2 separate regions of the Gossypium hirsutum genome follow, and region 1 is linked to region 2. Evidence: chromatin contacts called from public Hi-C data. All regions are on one chromosome and are shown on one strand. Each heading gives the region's core, a stretch centred on a gene start, on an enhancer-like site or on the middle of the called end of the contact. The rest is flanking DNA. Distances are from core to core; before and after follow the strand shown.

Region 1 (6,531 bases), core at 226-2,725, 520 kb before region 2:
ACTTTTTCAGATACTACTGTAGCAAAAAAGCATCCACGTGGGAGTTTTTTTCAGTAATTTTGTTGATAGTGCATCCTGCTTGAAGTGTTTTGGATACTATTTGTTCAGAAACTTCTTCTCAAAATTATTTTTTCAGATACTATTCTAGCAAAAGAGCGTCCATGTGGGAACTTTTTTCAATAATTTTGCTTACAGTGCATCATGCTTGAAGCATTTTGGACACTATTTGTTTAGAAATGTCTTCTCAAAATTATTTTTTCAGATACTACTGTAGCAAAAGAGCGTCAACGTGGGAGTTTTTTTTAGTAATTTTGCTGATAGTGCATCCTAATTTAATTAATTAATCCTAAAAACCCTAAACCCTAATTTAATTAATTTTTTAAATTAATAGTTAATTTAATTAATTAACCCTAAACCCTAATTTAATTAACCCTAAAACCTTAAACACAATAAAACCCTAACTCTTAAAACCCTAACCCTAAAACCCTAAATCAAGCACAAAAAACTCTAACCCTAAAAAAGGGGCAAAACGTGTCCCTGGGGGAGCATTTTGCCGACACGTCCCCTGACTTTGCGCTTACATGAACGCATTTTCGGGGAATTCAGACCTTTCTGATAAATAATAAAAAATTGGCCCATTTCCATAAATAATTTTAGAAATGAGCTTTTTTAGTAAATTACCCTAAAATAGTTGTTAAATTTAGAAATTTTTTAAAGCGGCAGAAATGAATTATAAAAATTTTGAAATATCTTTGTTTTTTTGGGTCAGTACTAAAAAGGGTATTTTCTATATATATATTTTGGGTATTCACCTCTGCTAGTGTCACACGTGTTTAAAATTTGACGGGGTGATTTCAATACATTCTATATAAACTTTACTGATTCAATTTAGAATATTTTAGAGTTTGAGATGTAAGGTGAAATTAACCTTAAAAAATGTATATGACGATCAAAGAAAGAGAGGAAAGGACAGTAGTTTCTCTGTTTTGTGATGCATGTAAACAAGTGAATACAGCAAAGAAATCTCTTCAAATTAACTCCTTTTCCCTATTTGGTTGTTTTCTAAGTACGATGATAGATGGGAAAATGAGATATCATATGAACTGGTCTATTTGGTGTGTTTGATTTCGACTATTCAAATGTGATTTATGTTAATTGATTTTTTACTCCAAAATAATAATAGCCGTCCTACATACTACTTTTAGTTTCATCCCCAGCTATGAGGTTGGAGCATGTGCAGCCAATGGATTTGTTTTACAATCTAAATAATTTCACTTGTGCGTAACTTGACACAAAAGAGGGCAAAAAGTAGAAAATGAAACGCAACAAATTACAGGGACTGCAAATTCCATTGAAACACACACCTTATCATTAACTTAAAAAAAATATCAAGAAATAATAAAATAAATATTAATTTTTGTAGGGTTTATGATTATTTTTTCAAATAAGAACTGTTGCTCCATAAAATGCCATTAAGAAAAAGGCAATTAAGTAACGTTTTCAATAGTCCTTAACTTGGAAGCATTTTTGAAAACATACTTGAGTTTATTGCGAGAAGCCCCTTCTACGCTAAACAAAGTGTGAATTTGCGGGTAAATACGAAATATTTTAGAGTGGAAAAATCAATCGATTATAAAGCCTCTGTCTATTAGTTTCCATCAACCATGCCAGCTATACCAATGTTGTTTTCAAACAAGTTCAATGTGCTTCTCCTATGGAAATGCCTCTGTCTGTTAGTTGTTTTAGTGGGTTGCAATCCCCCAGGGGAGCCCGTCAAATGTTCCACCAAAGATTCCAACTGCACCGTCACAAACTCTTACGGCATGTTCCCCGACCGAGCCATTTGCAGAGCGGGGAACGTGGCTTACCCAACGTCAGAACAAGAGCTGGTTTCGATCGTATCGGCGGCAACTAAATCCAAAAGGAAAATGAAAGTGGTGACACATTTCTCTCACAGCATTCCCAAGTTGGTCTGTCCCGACGGCCAAGATGGGTTGCTTGTTAGCACCAAGAACCTTAACCGTGTATTGAAAACCAACACGGAGGCAATGACGATGACTGTGGAGAGCGGTGTGACGTTGAGGCAACTGATTACTGAAGCAGCTAAGGCTGGTTTCGCATTGCCTTACGCACCGTATTGGTGGGGATTGACCATTGGTGGCCTTTTAGGTACAGGCGCTCATGGGAGCTCCTTGTGGGGGAAAGGGAGTTCAGTTCATGATTATGTTGTGGAGATGAGAATTGTAAGCCCTGCAAAAGCTGAAGATGGATATGCTAAGGTGTGGGTGTTGAATGAGAGAGACAAAGATCTCGATGCAGCTAAGGTTTCGCTTGGAGTTCTTGGGGTAATCTCACAGGTAACTCTCACTGTCTTTCAGCTCCTCTTTCTCCATTTTTTTATGGATCCTTAAGTGTTTATGGCCATTATTCTCCTTGGGATGACATGAATTGATAGTTTGATCATATGATTAAACTATATTCTACGGATGAGAGCTGGAAATTCAGGATCCAAGAAACCATCCACCATAGCTGTCACTTATAGTTCTTGGCCAAAATGGTAGTGGGCAAATCTATGAGGGTGGGGTTGCCGGGCGAGACGGTCCCCCTTACTTTTCTATAAGGAATAATTTTACTATTATCTTATGAGTAAACTGATTACATTATATTCTTACTTTACATTGTATTCTTAAGATATATAATTAATAATTATTAAACAAAAATAATTATTTAAAAATTAAGAACAACTTGAATAATTGTAAAAGGGGATTGATTTTTTTGAGAGAAGTTTTCAAATGTCATCTTTGAAGACACCATGCCTGCTTCTATTGAGAATTGTGTACGGCTCACTGAGGTGGACTTACGGTCACCCACAAAGAAGCGACGTGTGCGTCTTGCCCTTAGTGGGATTCGATCCCCTATCCCAATCACAGCTCTTTGCGTGTAGGGGGTGGAAAAAGAGGCCAGACCCTCTCCAAGAGATAATATATTTCATATTAAGGGAGCAGGTCAATGTTCCCGAAGATGACTCTTTAAAAATTTCTCCCAAAAAAATTACCCTAATAATAATATAAAATAATTTTAGGTGAATACAATTTGGGTCCCAAATCATTGAATGATTACCTACATATATGAGATTTTTTTTTATATTCATTCAATGATACTCTCCTAACTTTTCTTTTTCAAATTTAATGGTTCATTTCTTTCTTTCTTTTTTCCCTTTTATTTTTCTTAACGAATAAGCTATTAAAAAAATAAAATCAAGTATTTTTATGGAAATATTAATGAACTGAAATAAATATGTTAATAATATATAAACAAAAAAAAAACCCTACTAGCATAGAAAGGCGTTGGGAACAAATTAAAACAATAAAAGCTAAATGTCAAAAAGAAAAAGAAAAACGACATATTTAAAAAAAGAATTATGACATGAGTGATTTTTTAAAATAAAATATTTATAATGTGTTTTATTTATAATTATATGTGATCTAATATAAGAAAAATATAAAAAGTAATTTAAATTATGATACTTAAATATTATTCAGTAAACTGAAATTTTATTTGATATATTATTTACATAATAGTTTAATTTTAAATAGAAACTTGTTGATATACATATCAATGGAGGTCAATATGGAGAAGAGAATAATGTTCTCTTCCAAAAAGCAGAGTCAATCCCTCCTTTCTTTCGATGTTTGTAAAATCTTATTATATAATAAGGGACGACCTTAGATCAGATTTTGGGTCGAATAATTTTATTTATAATTATACAACAAAAGCTTAAGTTTGGTGGAATCTAAGGTGCTAGATTGTTTAATTCAGTATAGTTGCATATAAATGCTATGTTTATGTATTGTTATTCCTATAGTCAACACGTTTCTCTGGCGGACAATCTTTGTTTGCAAAAGCATTCATGGCTTATTATTATTATTATTTAAATTATATGACATTTTTAGTATTAAAAAAATTGTGTTAAAAATGTCAGATAATCCAATTTAATTTAAGTCATTTGTGAGTGTTATCATGAACAGCAATTATCACAGGACTATCAATGATACATGCATATTTATGTATACTTATTTGATTGCTTTATAGGTGACATTCAAACTTCAACCTCTTTTCAAAAGATCCATTACTTATGTAAGAAAGGATGATACAGATTTGGGAGATGAAGCTGTGACTTTCGGCAAACTCCATGAATTTGCAGACATATTTTGGTACCCCAGTCAACGAAAGGCGATCTATAGAATCGATGATCGGGTCCCCATTAATGTATCCGGGAATGGTGTTTATAATTTCACTCCATTTCGCTCCACTCTTTCGCTTGTTTTGGCTCTTGTTCGATCTTCAGGTTAGTATCCACTATTACTGTTATTTTCATTTTCATTGCAAGTTTATTAGAGGAGATGAATTACACGTTGCATGAACATCGAAATAACATTTTAGCTTAGCTATTTATTTATTTACTAATATGAATTTGTTTAATGAATTAGAGGAAACTCAAGAATCCTCAGGAGATGCTGAAGGGAAGTGCCTCAATGCAAAGCTAATGACGTCTACACTTCAGTCGTCTGCTTATGGCTTAACAAACAACGGTATATCCCTCTAGTCCGTGAAATAATTGGTTAAATTATGATTTTGACTCCTCTACAATTTAAAATTTAGTCCTTATACATTAATTTTATTTTTACGTAATTTAATCTCTATGTTTTTATAAATTTATTACCTAATTATGAGATGAATTCTTCTTAAAAGTATCAATTCCAACCCATTACATAGATCGAAATGATTAATGGTAGAAATGAAGCCAAATTTTTTGTGTTAAAAGCGAAATTGAGATAAAACTATAAAAATTTGAAGTAAAATAAAACAATTAGCTTAATGGTATTATAAGGTCCAACTTTAAAAAAAAATAATAATTAACTTCTTCTGAACTTTTCACACTCGATTAAGCCATTGAACAAATAAAATTGGCCAAATGGGTTTTTGACTGACATTAATTGTTAGTATTTAATGGCAATGTAGACTTGAGTACCAAAAAATGCCAAGTCAACGCTGTTGACTGATGTGGCAATGCCACGTAATCTTCGATTGCTGACATATTAGTGCCATATCAGCAAAAAGTAAAAATATTTTAAATTTATTTTTTAAAATAAGTACACAATGAATCTAGACAAATGGTTGCCTAGGTTTATTTGAATTTGGATATCCATTTATCCAAATACATTCTAGAATTATGAAAAGCACAAAAAGAATTATAAAATTTATAAAAAAAATTATTAAAAATTAATTAAAAATCATAAAAATTATAATATTTATAAAAAAATAATTTATTATTTTTATATTTTAAATAAGAAAAAGAACATCAACAACTCATATGATATAATCAAAATTAACAATTGTTATATTTTTGTCTCTCATTTTTCAATTAGTACAAGTTATATTAGTAAAATAATTTAATAAAAAAAGAAAAATAAATTTTATAAAAATTTACTAAAGAGAATTTATTTTCTTATACAATTTTATGGTTTTTAATTAATTTCTAACAATTTTATAATTTTTTAAACTTTTTGTGGTTTTTAATAAAATTTTATGGCTTTTAATTAATTTCTAATAATTATTATAAAATTTAATGTTGTTTTTATCATTTTATTTTATTTTTTATAATTCTAGAATGAATTTAGACAAATGGTTATAACAACCATTTCTCTAGATTCTTTGTGTACTTACTTCAAAAATATATTTATTTTTTACTGAAGTGGCACTGCCATATCAACAATAGGTAATGATGTGGCAATGCCACATTAGCAATTGATGGTGACATGAAATTGCCACATTAGCAATCGATGGTAATGTGACGTTTGTTAGTGGCCACGTCAGCGTTGTCGTTAAATACTAACAGTCAACATAAGTCAAATGGTTTATTTGATCAGTTTTGTTAGTTTAGAGGCTCAATTAGATATCAAAAAAGTTCGAAGGGACTTAATTGAATTTTTTTTGAAAAATCCGAAGGCTTATTTTACCAAAAAGCCAAAAAAATAAATTTATTAGATAAACCTAAATCGAATTATTTATTTTTGAACAGGACCAACATGCAATTTTATCCCTTCGGGCAATGATCTTGTCTTCTTCTGCCTTTAGTCAATAGTGTAAATTATTTTGACTACCTAATGCGTTTATAAAAAAAAAAGATATCACCAAAATATGTTAAATTGAAATACAATTGTATAAGAAGTAAATCATAATAAAGAGATAAAAACTAAAATTTAACTGAAATAATATGTAGTTCTTTTAGTTTGGTACATTACAAATTGAAGGAGGGAGATGTGATTGTGACTTCAACCTTAGATTTCAAATGCTAACACAGAGCACTTAACTAGCTCCTTTGGGTTGTTGGATCTATAGCTAAGTATATGATTTTTGTTTCTTTCATTGGTGATATAGGTGCAATTTTTACAGGCTATCCAGTGATCGGATTCCACGACCGTCTCCAATCATCGGGAACTTGTCTAGACAGCCTCGAAGACTCATTGA
Region 2 (6,253 bases), core at 1,167-3,666:
TGATCAAAGTGGATATAGCTCTTCCATCAAGAGCCATGTCTGAGACCTATATATACTCAACTCTTATAAATTACTCGTATTATAAATATATCGTCTACATTTATGAAACTATTTTCAGTTATGCTACCTAAAATTGCAGATTAAGATTCAGTTCATTACTTCTTCAATACTGCACATCATACGCTAGTACAAGGAGTATACCATTATAATGCATATTACACAAACAACAATCACCATTGATGTTTATCATACCCAAGCTTCTCCACCTCTTCCTCTAGTATTTACAATCCCGAGATTCCGTGTCTTCTTCGTCGGCTTACTCAACTGGAATATCGGGTGCCTGCATAATCGCCTTACACCTTTTCTTAAACTTAGCCGGTCACCGTTATCATATCCACTTCTACATTCAGTTTCAACATTTCCCATTTCCCATTCATTTAGTATATTGTTGCCTGAAATGGACTCAACTTCCTCTTCTCTGTTACTATCCTGACTGCTCCATTGTTTCTCTTCGGGGTCACTTTCGAGTCTACTCAATGTGTCAACCCTCAAGAACTTAGCAGTGGCAGGTTCCTTAGATGCACATGTATCGGTTATGCCTGTAGGACAATCTGAGCAAGATGGAAGCAACCTGTCCTTGGTAGCGGACTCATCCCTTTCTCGAATTGTCTTTAAGATCAATGTTTTGAGGAAGTTCATCACTTGCACGGCGTGAATCAATGCTGTCAAGGGATCGGCCATCTGCATTAGGTAGATATATTCCTCCATTCAGTTTTTTTTCCTAAAACTAAGTGTTTCAGAACAGAATAAGGAGAAATCAGTTATGGCGGATTCTCTCCGGTCCTAGCCTTCCACTCTGCCACTCTGCCGAGATGAGAGGCCAACAATACTATACTACCCCAAGGGACAGTAATGTTTACTCCAATGTCCACATGTTTAGGCCGTCCATTACTGTCCGAAACAGGGCAGCTGTGAAACACACAAGGTGAACTCACTTCACCAGGCCACTCGCCCCGGTGCAGTTGAACTAGCAAGACCCCTAAATGCAACAAAGAAAAGTACCTGAGTCATATTCGGTGCGAAAACCATCGCGATGTTGCGTGCATTCATTTTGTTGTATTGTTCATACTCCACAACATCTGCCATCAAATTGATAGCCCAATCAAGTAAAGCAGCTTCTGTTGAAGGAAGCAACTTCACAAGCTCAACGCAATCGTCTTCCGTGTTGCAATGCATCACCTGCTCCGGTGTAAGGCAATCGAGCACTCCACTAGGAAGTTCTCTAAACCATGCCTACGAAACATTAATTCGAAACCAGATATGCCGTGAATCGCAAGGCACAAATTCAATCATCACCAAGGTTTAAAACCAGACATGCTTATATATATCTATACCTTTATCAAACCAGCTAAACAATGGACATCGATTCCGTGCGGTAAGATACCTTTGTTTAACTTGTCTCGAACATACTCTTCTTGACTATTTTCGGCATTAATCCGAAATATTCCTTCTGCCTTCAAATGAAACACAATTAAAACATAATTTAGTCATTAAACCAACATAGGCTAAGACTCTTACCTTAAGACCTCCTTCATCATAAAAACAACTCTGCATCATAAGAAGAATTGTTGGCAAACTATTCCCTTTATCATCATAAGAACACTGCATTGACTTAGGAGAAACCCCAAAAACACTTGCACTGTAAACATGCAATAAACAGAAACAGATCAATTGAGTTCTTAGAATCCATAACCAGAACTTTCATGGATCCAAGGCTTTGAAGAAACAAACCTGGCACTAGGAACCTTTGAGGGAACATCAGGTTGGAGTTCAGTAGGTAAGCCGAGGAAGCCATTAAAGCAGTCGAAAGTAACATGAGAGACATGCTTGACATCAGTTGGTAAGCTAATATCCATGGAAGATATGTCGTTGGTGTCCACACTGCAAGTGACTAATGACTTCCTTAACAACGCTGCTAATATATCCACAAACGGGAATTGGTTGTTGTCTCGTCGTCCTCCATGACTACAACCAAATTTCGATTTCGAGCTTATCAATGGCGTCGTAGCAATAGGGTTCATCCCATCTTCTGCAAAATCTTCTTCTTCTTCATGATCGTCATTCGTCTTGGTTTGGTGAAAGAATGGACTCGGAGCAGCATGGTTTAACTCACTGAGTCCGAGCAGTCCACAAGATTTGGATCGAAACAACCCAGCCATCGTTCTCTCTCATCCAAAATCTTACGTTAAAATATGTATTATATATGAGAAAATGAAAATAACAGCTCTTATTAATTATAAAAATGCATTAAAATTCAACTTAAATTAGAGTGTACATATATATACATATATATTCACTTCTTGTCCCCCACAGTACAGTCACATGGGCACATGGCAAGGTTTCTTTTTTTGTCTCAAATCTGAAGCTTTTATGGGTGCTTTCTACCCTACTAATAAGCTGTCATTGCAGAAAGACAGTTTCAAGAGTACCATTAAAAAAATATATTTGAAAAAAAAATCCTTTTTTGTAATATATACACATAAGGTCCCATTAAACATCTGTTCTTTAGGCTAAATTATGTTATTAGTCTCTGAACTTAACAAAAATTGTGAATTTAGTCCTTTTACTTTTTAAATTTTAAAGTTTCAGTCCTCACCAAAAGAATAACTATTAAATCCATTATGTTATATTCTATTATTTTTAAAATTTGATGTGGCAAATATATTATCATATGTGTAATACCATGTCAACTTGTTATTTCCTCATTATTCACTAAAAATCCAGTTAATGGATTAATGACCATCATTTGTATCAAGATTGAAATTGTAAATTTCGAAAAGTATAGAGACTTAGAATTGTACAATTGGAGAATATAGACTAATCTACAATTGTACGCATAGTGCTAGACTAGTAATTGAATTTAACCAAATAAATTTAATTCTTATTATTTGGGTGATGACTAAAATTTCAAAATTTTAAAAATATAAGGACTAAAATTGACTAATTTAAAAAGTATAAGAACTAAATCTACAATTTTTTATAAAATAAAGTGAGTGATAGCAAAATTTAACCTTTCTTTTATACGACACCTTCAATGTCCCATAGTTACATAAAACCTTTGAATTCAAAGTTAAATCAAATTAGATTTGGGGACCAAATTTGTTCCACTGCTATTTTCTTCATTCCTAAAACTTAAATTCAATACTTTACTTAAAAAGTATCTAGCTTTGATCAAACAAAATAGGTAAAAGTGCAATGGAGGCCCTTATACTATAAGTCAGATTATATTTTTTTCCTTTTACTAAAAAAAGAGCAAATTAGCTCCTATACGTTAAATTAAAAAGCAAACGGATCCTTCTGTTAAAAATTTCATCTATTTATAATTTTAAAATTTGATCCCTATACATTAGAATGAGGTACACTAAGCATGCCACTTGTAATTGTTTGGTTATATTCCGTCAGCCATGTCAATTGTTAACAACAGAAATAGATTGAAATTTCAATAGAATTGACCAAATTACTTTTTAATCTACCGTTTTTTAAATACAGGAACACAAATTGTAATCTAAACAACTAATAGAGGAATTCTATAGCACTTTTACCAATCTTTTAATATAAAAGTGGATGGAAAAGCCTGTTAAATAGTTCTGAACAGATAGACATGGTAAAGAGTTTTGTACTTTTAAGAACCAAGTTTTGTGAAAGCAAGGGAGGTAAAAGGCAGACATGGAAAGGGTAGCTACCGGTTAATTAAATACACCATGACCATGCAGCGGCAAATACGACGAGACACGTGAACAATGAACACCTACCATGCAGATATAGTCCCACCGCCTGATGTTGATCCGACGGTTCCTGGTCCCACATCCCTAATCTTGTCTGAACTGGAAAGTGGAATGCTTTTTACACTTCACATGTCTACTGTTGCATTTGCAGTTTGCAATTTGCATGCACAGGTATAGACACATTTGCTGGGGGTTCTAAATGTTCTGACTTTTGTTTTAAGTCCCCGAAGCTTTGATTTTGGTGATCAAATCAAGAAAAGTTATTGAACTTGTTTATGTTTGCTGAGCGATTCAGTTCTTGGTGTTTGGTCCTGTTTTTCTCGGATGTTGATGTACATCTTGTTGAGTTAAAAACCATATTGAATTATCTCGGAAGTCTAGTTTACTTTATGTCAACCAAAATTTATAGAGGTACCTACCTTCACTTTATATATAACATATAATTATTTACACGCTCAATACTAATATTTATTTTGAGTTTTATAAATACTTATCTTCACTAATTGAGATGTTTTCTTTTTATGAACTATATTAACTCTTTATAGATGCTAAAGATAAAACTTCGATATAGGGACAATACATTTGATTATTGAGGTCCAGATTGATTGTCCAAAAATGACACTTTGAAGACAAAACTTATTTGAAGAGTTGATTTCCCCTCAACACCTATAATTAACAAAAATTAAGAGTTTAATAATTGATATGCAAAATTATTAATGAAAAACTCAAGGGTTTAAGTTCACCTACTTACTAACAACATGATTTTACTCCTCAAATTTGATAAAGTATAAAGATTAAATTTTGAAAGTTTTTTGTTGAAATACTTATTTTTAAGTTTTCGTAAAATATAAGGATGAAATTCGCGATTAGACTAATTAAAAACTTTATTGAGTAAGGGATGTAGATTATTGCGTTACTTTATTTTTTTTTTAGAGCTTATAAGTATAAATACAATCACAAATATACGATTGAGCAACTACAATACAAAATCAAATTAATATTGAACACAAATTAACTAAAAATCAGAATAATTTAGACTAAAACTGGCTTGCCAAACTAAAATCTACATATGACAACAACACATGGTGAGATTAAAGACCCACACATGATAATTGTGCACATTGAGACTTAAAATTTGATACTAAAAAACCCAAAACCTCAACGTTTGTCATTGTATTCAGGACCTCATTGGTACTACTACATGCTTTAGAGATGCAAAGAAGGGTTTTACCAGTAAACATGCAGGGATTTATATGTGTGTGAAAATGGAGTAAAGATACAAATGTTGGCAATGATGTTAACGCCCTCAACAACTCAACGTTGACTAAAATCTTGGCTCGTAATGGAAGCGTTTAGATATCATGCATATGTCCATAATTTCATGCAAAAACGGTTGAGGCCCAAGCAAAGACCCATTATGGATTTTAGGTCTATATACTCATACATAAGCAAACCAAAGAGTAATAATAGGGTTCTTTTAAAATATTTAAGAATATATGGAGGAAATCAGGAATTTTGTTTTGATAGGTTAGGTTAAATAATAAATTTTTGAAACGCTAAACTTAAAAAAATTGTTAAAAAATATTTAAATTGTATTATTAGTTCCTTTTTTAAAAAAATAAAAATATCTAATATCTTCTCCAACTTAATTTAACTTTAATTAAATTACTTTAATTTTTTAAAATTATAAACAAACATCTTTTCTTCTTTTACAAATTTTAAAAAAATAGAATTTTTTTTAATTTTTTTCTTGTTATTGACACATAATTTTGGTAATTATTTTACCCTCAACTCAAAACCTTCAACCTTAAACTCGAACCTAAATCTTAAACTTTGAACCCCGAACCTCAAGATTTAGGGTTTGGGTTTGAGATTTAAAGTTGAGGGTTCGAGTTTGGGTTTTGGATTCATGGTTTAGGCTTAGGGTTCGTGTTCAAAGTTCAAGGGTTCAAGGTTACTATTTATGAGTTCAGGATTCATGGTTTAAGGGTTCGGGATTCGAGTTTAGCGTTTAAGATTTTATGTTTTGGATTTAGGATTCGAGATTTAGATTCAAGATTTAGGATTTAGAATTTAGGGTTTAAGATGAAAAAGGATATGAAAAAAATTGTTGAAATGTTATTAAATAATTGAAAAGGGACAATAGATAATATGGTGAAAAAGGTCTATAAAATAATTTCTTCATAGATGAGTGCATAATAAGAACTTCATGTTTTCAAAATTTGATGATGTGGCAAACTTTTATGGATGCCTAAAAATCTTAATTTTTAAGATCATTCTAATATAAATTATTCCCTAAAATTAAGTTAAAGTATCTGGAGAAGACCTTAATATTAAGTTAAAGTATCGTGGTGGAGAAGCCCACCAAGGGTGCGAACGGTAGCCACTAGGGGCTGAAATAAGCCCCCTCACATGAGACAGAACTAGAACATCCTCGAAGGAAGAGAGAAACACCAAAGGTTCCTAAA

The links. A called contact is a pair of places that touch in the nucleus more often than the background predicts.
Region 1: a Hi-C map of leaf shows a contact between it and region 2, with 4 times the contacts expected there. The contact joins the promoter of LOC107923325 here to the promoter of LOC107948144 in region 2. A contact is called at or near these places in 6 of 34 Hi-C or Micro-C datasets (callus and leaf).

Annotation. Positions count from the first base shown.
Region 1 is chrA12:82,651,914-82,658,444 of Gossypium_hirsutum_v2.1, reverse strand. It overlaps LOC107923325 (probable L-gulonolactone oxidase 6), which reads left to right and starts at 1,475. Exons shown (of 4, transcript XM_016853532.2): 1 at 1,475-2,357; 2 at 4,093-4,348; 3 at 4,491-4,592; 4 at 6,442-6,531. The coding sequence starts at 1,665.
Region 2 is chrA12:82,136,001-82,142,253 of Gossypium_hirsutum_v2.1, reverse strand. LOC107948144 (rho GTPase-activating protein 5) reads right to left here and starts at 2,416. Exons shown (of 5, transcript XM_016882615.2): 1 at 1,792-2,416; 2 at 1,579-1,699; 3 at 1,395-1,514; 4 at 1,063-1,293; 5 at 54-741. The coding sequence starts at 2,219. The coding sequence ends at 247. It also overlaps the pseudogene LOC107948145.